Linked DNA regions of Rattus norvegicus: regions 1 and 2 are each linked to region 3. A link is a contact called in public Hi-C data. All regions are on one chromosome and are shown on one strand. Each heading gives the region's core, a stretch centred on a gene start, on an enhancer-like site or on the middle of the called end of the contact. The rest is flanking DNA. Distances are from core to core; before and after follow the strand shown.

Region 1 (3,558 bases), core at 145-2,644, 190 kb after region 3:
CACCCCCACTTCTCTCTCATTTTCTAGTCACACAAGCCTGTCTCTCATTTTCCTTCATTCTCGTTCTCTCCCGGACATGGAGGACAGTTACATGTGAGGTGTAAGAGTTGGTAACCTGAGGATGCTCCCTGTGAGTCACTGCTTTATACGGAAGGGCAATAAATTCTTGGCCTTTCTATATTTTCCTTCTGAAGCTTTTATGCTTCCCTAAAAACGAGAGTGTAGTTGGAAACAGTTAAGAACAGAGAAAATGTCACTGTATTTAGAAATAATCATTTCCAGAATGAATTCAACTGTGACGTTCTGGAGTTTATCATTTTGTCTTGAGTGATTTCTGACAGTACACAGGTTAGTGACTGTCCCTGCCTAAAGTGTATCTTTTTATATTAAAAAAGAAACATTGTTTTCGGAAGATACTTCCGAGAAGAGCTAGCTTGTTGATGCTCCTTTGATATCGGTGCACTGTTTGAAGCCTATGTAAAGACTTTCGGGTGCTTGAAGACTTGTGTTGAGGACCCTCTGTACCTTTCAGGAACAGAGACTACTCTGTCTGGTGCCTGATTGATGCGTACGTTCATTAGTGTCACTGATCTGTCAGTCGATCCCTACAAGCAGGAGGTACAGCTGGTTATACATAGACATGAACTTTCTAGGAGGCTAGGAGAGCAGAGCCCTGGGAGGAGGGGGGAATAGGGTATCGAACCCAGAACCTAGGACGTCAGAGGAAAACACTACACCACTACAGTCCAGCCCTAAACTTGGCACCTTAAAAAGAGCATCAGATGTATTTGGGTACTTCATATGAACTTTGATTTTCTTGGGGAAGTGAAGAGAGTGGTCCTTCCATTAAAGGGGTTTTGAATGAAGGAAACTACCTAACCAGTGCTTCTATAGCGTAAGTTTTGATCTGCCATAGAGACAAGGTGTTGTATCTTAAGCTTTCCTTAAGAACCTTCTTAAGGCTCAAGAGTATCTTAAAGCCTCAAGAATTTGGCATTGTGAAGGGACACAACTTTTTCCCTCTTTCTCTCCAGGTGTCCGTTATCCTCAAAAAACAGTTTTATCTTCCTTATAAATTAATTTAACAAGAGTTTAGTTGTTAGGAATGTTTTAATAAGTAGTGTGGTTCAGGACATAAGCATTTTTATAGGCAAGTTAGCTTTCAAAGTTTTTCATCTCTACTAGTTGGATTTTTCAGATATTTATAAAAAAAAAATGCAGGACTCGGGGTTGGGGATTTAGCTCAGTGGTAGAGCACTTGCCTAGCAAGCCCAAGGCCCTGGGTTCGGTCCCCAGCTCCAAAAAAAGAAAAGAAAAAAAAATGCAGGACTCGAATGAGCTCTGTACTCAACTTCACCCGGGAGAAGCCTGTACTACCTGGCAGAGCCCAAATGGTTTTGCCTTGTTGTAGGTATGCATCAGAGCTTATGACCTTGAGCTACTGTGTCCAGTGTAACCTGTACACAAAATCCTGCACATTTAAGCATCCTCCCTTTCTTGGCTAGTTTTATGTTGAGTTGACACAAGGTAGAGTCATTTGGGAAGAAGGGCTCTGAATTGAGAAAATGCTTAAATGACATTTGCCTGTAGGCAAATCCATCATGCATTTCTTGGTCAGTGATTGCTGTAGAAAGTCCCAGCCCATTGTGGGTTGCTTCATGCCTGGCAGGTGGTTCTGGAGCGAGTAAGAAGGCAAGCTAAGCAAACCATGGCACAGTACGGCAGCACTCTTTCGTGGCCTTTGATTCAGCCTAGAGTTCCTGGCCTGAGTTCTCTGGATGATTGATTCATAAGCTGTGAGATAAAATAAACCCTTTCCTCCCCAAGTTGATTTTGGTCACAGTATTTAATCTCAGCAATAAAAACCTTAACTAAGACACCCTCTGTGCCACCTCACCATAAACACCATAAATATTATAGATGACACAGTGCCTGCCCAGCCCCGGGTGAACTCACCACCTTCTCATTCTCAATTAGAATTGGGAAATTGTTATACCTTTCTCAGAGCAAAGGAAAGGGCTTCAAGATTGTTTCAGGGTTGCTCCAGAGCCCTCGCATACCTCTCCAGAAGTAGGAAAAACTTTGTCCTACCGTCTGACGTGAGGTTCCCTAGAACCCCTGAGGCAGCATGATCTCATCTACCTGACAAGTGATCCAGAGTTGTGGTCATTTGTGTGTCTATTTCATCTTGCCTGTAAATGGGAATTCATCTAAAAGTCATCTGTCCAAGGTTTGTGGCATCTAGCTGAATGGCTTGTACTTACTAACTCTTGGTATTAAATTAAATTGATCTAGTGGCTTTGTAATACTCACATATGAATAGCTGTTATATCCACTTTCTACTTTGTATAGCATTGGGCAGTTAACTACCACCCATCTCTGCTGATATTGTACAAAATACCTTCAGTGTGTCTGTTGGCATCATACTCTGTGGGTTAGTGTACATTAACTTCCAGACAAACACAGAACGGTCGCTGAGGAGATTGCAGTCCCTCTGTCAGATGCCTCACCGTCCCCACCACCCAGCACTGGTTACACATCAGCCCACATCCTATGATTCAACGAGGCAAATTGGCTGGATGTACTCTACTTCACAAAGGTGCATAAAAATATCCGTGCCAGCTGACAGAGCAGGTGGATGTCTTTTCCCACCCAGAATTTCACAGAAAAAAAAAAAAAGTAAAAAGAAAGATAGCAACAGCAACAAGACCCTCTGTACTATCCCACAGAAGCTTGCAGCCTACTCTGGGAAATAATTTTGAACCAGCTTCCACATGATTACGACTCTCAGTGCAAAAGATCTGTTGTTGTTGTTGTTGTTGTTGTCGTCGTCGTTGTTGTTGTTGTTGTTGTCGTTGTCGTTGTCGTTGTTGTTGTTGTTGTTGTCGTTGTTGTTGTTGTTGTCGTTGTCGTCGTTGTTGTTGTTGTTGTTGTTGTCGTCGTCGTCGTTGTTGTTGTTGTCGTTGTTGTTGTTGTCGTTGTTGTTGTTTTTTCATGGTGCTAAATCATGGCTTCATTTGTATTTACTGGTAGTCTTATGTGTTTCTCTGCTGGTGGACCTCTCCTTTCTGAAGACAGAGCCCAGGGGTGAATTCCTGTTAGTCTCCTATCACTAGCCGGCCCACAGCCCTTCGGTCTTGTGTTTATAAGAGTAAGAAATTGACAATTTCTCAAGTAGACTTCAATTTCTTGGCCTTAACTTCCTACATTAAAATCTCAAATTCAATTCGCAGATTTATATTTGCACGCAAGTTTGAGCCTGAAAATGTAAAAATAGGACAATTTAAATAACTTCCAGAGGAGGAAACATAAAGGAAATCAAACTATCTTTCTGAGCCACAAAATGACAAGCAATTGAGAGTAAATGCCAAGTTGGCAAAGTTATCCAGGGCTCCGGAGGTGCTGTGTATGTGTTGTAATGGTGGTGCTGTTGATAAAGGAGGCGGTGGGTGCCACTATCAAGGGTTTTGTACAGTACGAGCACTGAACATCATTTTTCTTCTTCTCATTTTTAAACTTCAAGGGAACTGTGACTTTCATTCTTTTTCAGATCAAAAA
Region 2 (3,441 bases), core at 587-3,086, 250 kb after region 3:
CCTTGCCCTGTCATGCTCGTGACATGAGCCTCTTACAGGCTCTTGTAGCATTCCCCTGTTTTATGGAGTCTTCCTTTGCCTGCTGATATTTTGGAGTGCCATCCACAGGTGGCCACATTAACTGAGCAGGGAATGACTGTCTTTTGTTTCTAAAAGCCTAGTCCTAGAAGATGTTCCTATTCCAAAAGGTCACTGAGCCCCTCCACTCACTTGAGTTTTCCTATTGTGCATATAATTTGTCTTTTTCGTAAGCAGGTATATTTGGGGACTCTCCCTTGTTGTAAGAGAAATAGGCATCATCTTGACCACTTTGGTGGGCAGGTTGCTTTAAAACATTGAAGTATATAGCTCTTTATATTTTTTTTAGTACAGTTAAGACGTCAGATAGGGAACACTTAAGAAAAATGATCATTTCGCCAGGAAGTCTGTGGAATTGAGCCTAAGCCAGTATATAGTCAATGTTTAAAACTTGGCTTTATGGGTTTTTTTCCACAAAGCTATTACAATGCTTGGCACCTCTATTTTCATTTGATCAGAGTAGTTTTGTATATTCTGACACAGCTGTTTTTTTCTGGTTTCTACACAAAATAGGCATTTGGCCGCCACCAGACCTGTTTAGTAGCTGGCACAGGTGTTAATATGGAACCGATTCTCTCGCTGCTGTCTGCCATTAGACACTGTAGCTCTAGGCTGCCCTTTTGCCTCTCTGACTGGCCCCATAAGTCTCCAGCAGCTCCCTACCATTCCACTCCCATCAGGAAGATCTGCTCTTCCAGCCATTGGTTATTTATGATATATACTGGCTGCCAGACACTCTCCACTTTCTATGTGGCGGTGTTAACTCAGCTGTCTGAAATCATCCTTTCCTCATCTTGGAATGGACCTGTTAAAGCCCTGTGAGCAGTGGAGGCTAAAAGCAGCTTTGGGAAACTGGCTATGTGTGAGGTCCTTAAAAGTAATTAGCAGGACTCAGGTTCCCTTGTTAAATCACAGCAAGCCAAACGATCATTTCAAACAAAGGCCGGGTCTTAAAAAGGCTAAACAAGAGTTCCTTTCAGTTTATAAATCATTTCTCTACACTGTAATCACATGCCTTTTGTTGTTTTTGTTTATCTTGAGACAGGGAAGTTTTTATTCTGTAGCCCACGTTGGGCTCAGACATGCCGCCTGAGCCTGCCTCCTGGGTGCTAAGATTACAGGCCCCAGCCGTCACACTCAGATTTAGAGATCAGCGTTTTTACGGAGTCGTTTTATCAGTCTTTTAAAAATGATAGGATATTCAAAGATTCATCCTCCTTTTCAACATTATTTTTTTCCACCAAAAATCTAGAGATTCAAAACGAGGGGAGAGCCTTCCAATCCCTTCTGTGTTTGAGAAAGAATACGATGATTTGTTCATTTCCAAAGTTGGGACTTAACTGCTCAGTGGGGGACACTGCTATTAAAGGAAGGGCCTGGCGAAAGCCCAGTGGACTTATAATTTAAATACATGCTACAAAAAAGTGTAAGCCTTCCTGAAGATTTTTCCTTACTTTTTTTTTTCTTATAGTTTTCTTTCGTTTAAAAAAAATAGTTAAGATACCATCAAAACTATCAGGCATTCTCTCTGTTCCCTCGAGGCTTACCATGTGTTCCAATTCTGGGCTTTGGCCACCTGTTCTCAGTGAGCATTTTTCTGTGCATCTACATTTTCCAAGACAAGCTAATAAATACTCTGTTCCATTCAGAACAGCTTGCTTATGTCTAAACCGCATGTCCCTTCTAAAGCCACTGCTGCTGCTTGGCTCAAAGGCCCGGGCCTTCGGCCAATGGGGCCCTGCTCATGTTCAGACAGGCCTCCTTGGAGCAGTTCCAGACCCTGGCTGGTAATATCTGCCTGGTGCTTTCTCTTGTTCTAGAAGGAGCACTACATCTTGTCAAATAGTCTTGACAGAGAGAGATTTAGTGATGAAATATAGCACAAGGAAAACTTGGTGACTGGCATGTTTGGTTCCCTTGTAACTTTTGGTGGAAACACTTATGTCCACTACTGTGGGGCTTTAGCTCTCTTACAGAGCCTACCCGTGTCCCAGACCTTTCCTATAGAGTAAAAGGAAATGCATCTTTAATTCCCTGTAAGGACCCAGTGTACCCTAGATTGAATTGGAAGTAATATACACTAAATTAACACCATGTTCAGTGGATAAAAATGAGTAACACCTGGCACATAGTAATCAAAATTTAACCAAATCTAAGCCGAGAACTAAAACTAAACTAGTGTTCATAGATTTACATATTTCTGATCAATCAAAATCAACATGGTAATCATAAAAAGAGCGTAAGCAAATGTGAGTACGTCTTTCCTTTCCCCAAAGAAGAACATTTGAAAAGCAGCTACCATTAATTCACAGGGGGGGGCCATTTTAGCATAATAAGAAAAACATATCTTATACTAAAGAATGACCCCTTAAATTCACCATCATGAGAAAGTATCGAGACCCCTTCCCTGTCCAGCACAGTCCCCAGTGTGACCTTGAAGAGAAGGTTACTTTGCCTTTCTGTGTCTTTCTTGGTTTTCTGAGCTAAGAAAGGAGGTCTCAGAACCTGTCCCGTGGTAATGTCCCAAGCATAAATAAGCAGCACAGAAACTGAACTGATTCCTACTGCACCAGCAAGGCAGGGTTCACTCTTTTACCTCTACTAGGATGAATGCTGCTAGAGCTCACATGAATAAATCCTCCTGGAAATTCTTTGTCACCAGGTTCAGAGCCTGTGCCATGCTAGCACCAATGGGACAAACTTGGCCACCTATCTTCAATAAGCCAGCTACAGAGACGCATAGATAGTGAGAAGCAGACTCAGCTGCTAAAATACTTGTTGCAAAAATGTGAAGAGCTCAGTTTGGATCCCCAACATCTGTGTAAAAGCTGGGCTTGACAGTAGAAGGAAATCTGTTTATGTATGTGGCCATGAAGAAATCTAGTGACAAAACACACACACAAACTCACATAGATACACAGACACACAGATTTACACACACACATACACATTCTCACATACACCATGCACACACAAACTCACACATAACGCACACACAAACTCACATACACAATACACACACACCATACACACACAAACTCACATACACCATACACACACAAACTCACATAGATACACAGACACACAAACTTACACACACACACATACACCATACACACACAAACTCACATATACCATACACACACACACACACACACACACACACACACACACACACACACACACACCCCAGTCTATCTTCAGGGTACTAGCACGAGATTTTAGTTTAAACAGAGGACCACAAATATTGGTCCTCTTGGCTAAACAATTCTGGTCAAGGTACGCTCTACACCTCGATCCACTATTGCCTCAGCTCGTCTCTCCTTCAACTGTGTGAAATCTCTTTCCGGGAGACTAGTCTCT
Region 3 (3,535 bases), core at 901-3,400:
TGAAAGGAAGTCAGGACAGAAATCCAGGGCAGGAATCTGGAGGAGGCAGGAGCTGTTGCAGAGGCTTGCTCCTCCTGCCTTCTCATACACCTGAGGACCACCTTCCCTGGAGTGGCAACCACCCAAAGTGGGCTGGGCCCTCCCAAATCAATTGCCAATCAAGAAAATAATCCACAGGCTTACACAGGAAAATCTTATAGCGACAACTCCACAGTTGATGTTCCTTCTACTCTGATGACTCACTCTTGTGGCAGATTGACAAAAGCAGCAGCAACAACAACAAAAACCCCAGCCCCCTAAGGAGTCCAGTAGTCTTACACGTAACATATCTGGCATAAGAATATTCTCTGGGAAGGGAGCTTGACATGGTGCCACTTATTGGCACCCTTGCGCAAATAAATCACTTTAACACAAAGTGGGCGTAAGGTTCTATCATAGGAAAACCATTTATACTTCTATTTGTTTAATCTAGTCTTTCTTTAGACATGTCTGAATGCAGAACTGTTTCCCTGCGTACAAACTGTATCCAAATAAACATCGTGCTAACAAAAACACGAGTTAACTACGTAATAAACTTTAGGGATTTGTGTGAGGGCTGCCAGGGCAGGATTACAGCACCTGAAGAGTGCTAGGCTCCCTCCGGCATCGTGAATAACTCGAGGAGAGCCACAAGTCCTGGAGAGGTAAAAGTCTTGCTCCCAAGCGTCTCCCTGAGCCATCTGTACAGATTGTCAAAATGCCAGAATAAATCATTTTACTCTTACAGCGAGACGAAACCTTTGGGGACTTGTTAATTTTCAAGCTGCTATTCTTTGCCATTTGGAGCTTCACTTCAAGCCTCTTCAGAGCTGATGAGCAAAGACTGCCAGCCCTATGTAAGTGGGAAGCGTAGCTCTTGAGTCCAGCAGATTATGGGTCCTCGTGCAATTAAAGTGGAGGGGAAGCCTGGGAACAATTTGTTAATCTCCGTGGCCTTTTGTCTGCAGAAACCGAATTATAAGATAGACTTATGTCCAGATCATATTTGCGGTCAGGGAAGGATTCAACATTTATTCAGACTATGTAGATTGATTGCCTCTTATGGCTATTAACATCCAGGGGCGTGGTCTGCTTACCCACCAGTAAAGGAAATCACCCCAAATCAAAATGGTGAGTACTGTGATGTTCAGAAAGTATAGTTTTTCAATTCTCCTTTTTTAACTGTTGCCAATGATCACAGAGGGATGAAAGGGGAAGGAGGGTATGTAGGGTGAGCTCTGCAGAAGTGCTCTGGGCAGCTCATTCGCCCCTTATCCTATCTCGACTGTGTTTTCCATTTTCCACCTTGCTCTGGTCTCCAAGTCCTTCACTCTCCTCTTCCTGTTCCCTCTGGCTTCTGGACTTGTGGGAGCCCCACAAACAACCGAATCTCAAGTTCAGCCATCTCCTGCAAACCTCCTGGCCTAACTGTGCTTGCCTGGTGTCTGCTCTCTCTCCCTTCAGCCCCAGCTCCTGCCACTCACCACTCACCAAACTTCATAGCTCCCCACTGCTGTTGTATTGCTATTTTCTCTGAATTGAAACATTCCCTCCTGGAGGGAGGAGGGAGAATCACAAGACTGAAGAATCTCAGACCATTAAAGACTCACAGGGCCCCCAGTCTAAGGTTATAAAATCAGGGCAGGGCCGGGGGAGGGGATGCATCCCTGTGGATTTGCTGCAAATCAGCCTGAGAACTTTTGAGTTACAGCTTCCCTGGGTGGTCACTCATACCAGCTGGGCAGGCTTTCCAGTGATGCCTCTGCCTTGAAGTCATTCATTTCATATGGAAACCCCTTCTGGATGCTTCTGTAAGGAACCCCAATAAACCCCTTGCTTCACCAAAGTGGATTTGGGTGGAACTGTTTGGTCTGTCTTTGGTGTCTTATGTGGAATGAATAAAGGTTTGTTCATGTCTCCCTGGGAGAGGCCACATAATATTTCACACACACCGACCCCTGCAGGACCAGGGATTAAGAGGACCTGGTATTAGCAGTCCCAGCAGTACTAATAGCAGGGACTTTATCGCCTGGTTCTCTTGAACTCATTCTTTTGTCAATAAGAGTCTCCTTACTAACCCACAACGATCAAGTCCATGAATGTGCTGTTTCCTGGCATAACTGTGACACACAGCCCTTTCCTAATGTTGAAATTCCTACCGAATTACTTAATAGTTTGTGCTGTTACAGATTGCAATATGAAAAGTCTTTCGAAACAGATGCTCTCCTTTGAAACAGTGAACTTTTAGGAAATGGACATGTTTACAAGTGAAGGTATTTGGTAATCAGACAGTAAGTGAGAACAGTTTTCTCAGTGAGTCCAGGAAAGTGTTTTAGGGCCTTAGACTGGCTATCAAAAGCACCTGGAACCCTGACACGAGGGAGTGAGGGGTGGGGGAGACCCTAAAGGGGAGGCCGGCCTAGATGACAAGATAATCCCAGTCTCATTAAAAAAAAAAAAGGAGACCTCTTTTCTAGTTTCTTCATGCCCATAAGAAGTCCTGGGATCTGTTGCTTCACCTTAGACTGTCCTCTGGCCTTGCACCCCAGACCTGGGACTTTGGGCAAAGGATAAAGTCAGTTGCTCGCCTTGTCTCCCAACTGCAGCCACTAAGTAAGGAAGCCAAGAGGTTCTGTAGCAGGACACATGCTTTCAAGTTCTCCTATCACTCTTGCTTTGCTTCCCAGTTTCTGTTTCCTATAAAACACCTCTCTCTTCCCCCTCCTTCCTACTATTTATTCAATGGCACATCCATAACTGATAGGAACGAGAAGTCCCACTGGCATTTTTTTTTTTTTTTTTTTGCTTTAGGGTTTTAGGTTTGTTTCTGTTGCTGTTGTTCTGTTGTTGTTGCTGTTGTTTTGAGACAGAGTTTCTATCTGTGTAGCTCTGGCTCTCCTGGAACTCACTCTAGATCAGGCTGGCCTTGAACTCTAAAAGATCTGCCTGCTTCTGCCTCCTGAGTGATGAGATTGAAGGTGTGTGCCACCACTTCCCAGCTAAGGCAAATATTTTAATTAATAATAAGAATAAAAGAATGGATTCAAAGCCTCTCCCCTAAACTTTCTTTTTTTTTTTTATTTATGTATTTAATGTATGTGAGTACACTGTAGCTGTCTTCAGACACACCAGAAGAGGGCATCAGATCTCATTACAGATGGTTGTGAGCCACCATGTGGTTGCTGAGATTTGAACTCAGGACCTCTGGAAGAGCGGTCAGTGCTCTTAACCGCTGAGCCATCTTTTCAGCCCTCCCCTAAATTTTCTATCTAACCCCATAGCCTTCCTGGACGGAAGAAAGGATGTGGTGCTAGCTGAAGGTGTTGGGAATGGCGGCCTAGTCTTTCTCTAACTACCTTTAGCTCCACTCACCGTTACAAATCACCCCGGTGTTTCACTTCTGCACACACATGAAATGTTTTGAACTTGTTGACATCTGGCCATTCCTGTGGGAAGGTTGCATATTTAAATGTCATCCAGGAAGAGCTGTAGTCCAAAAAGACTGAGCGCAGCTGCT

Evidence for each region. Hi-C and Micro-C count contacts between places; a contact is called where the count stands out from the background.
Region 1: a Hi-C map of liver shows a contact between it and region 3, with 2.4 times the contacts expected there. The contact joins two enhancer-like sites. A contact is called at or near these places in 3 of 12 Hi-C or Micro-C datasets (kidney and liver).
Region 2: a contact with region 3 is called in a Hi-C map of liver, with 2.5 times the contacts expected there. The contact joins two enhancer-like sites. A contact is called at or near these places in 8 of 12 Hi-C or Micro-C datasets (the A7r5 cell line, frontal cortex, hepatocytes and 4 more).

Annotation. Positions count from the first base shown.
Region 1 is chr3:74,152,022-74,155,579 of GRCr8, forward strand. The region is part of intron 3 of Cers6 (ceramide synthase 6); the gene reads left to right. Among named protein-coding and RNA genes, the nearest start is that of Cers6, 110 kb to the left of the region's middle. Within about 2 kb of position 1,395, at least 2 of the 93 cell types and tissues checked have an H3K27ac peak or open chromatin away from gene starts, as enhancers often do. A contact at or near this core is called in liver, where this site is marked.
Region 2 is chr3:74,218,850-74,222,290 of GRCr8, forward strand. The region is part of intron 6 of Cers6 (ceramide synthase 6); the gene reads left to right. Among named protein-coding and RNA genes, the nearest start is that of Nostrin, 92 kb to the right of the region's middle. Within about 2 kb of position 1,837, at least 12 of the 93 cell types and tissues checked have an H3K27ac peak or open chromatin away from gene starts, as enhancers often do. A contact at or near this core is called in liver, where this site is marked.
Region 3 is chr3:73,965,386-73,968,920 of GRCr8, forward strand. No RefSeq gene overlaps it. Among named protein-coding and RNA genes, the nearest start is that of Cers6, 72 kb to the right of the region's middle. Within about 2 kb of position 2,151, at least 6 of the 93 cell types and tissues checked have an H3K27ac peak or open chromatin away from gene starts, as enhancers often do. A contact at or near this core is called in liver, where this site is marked.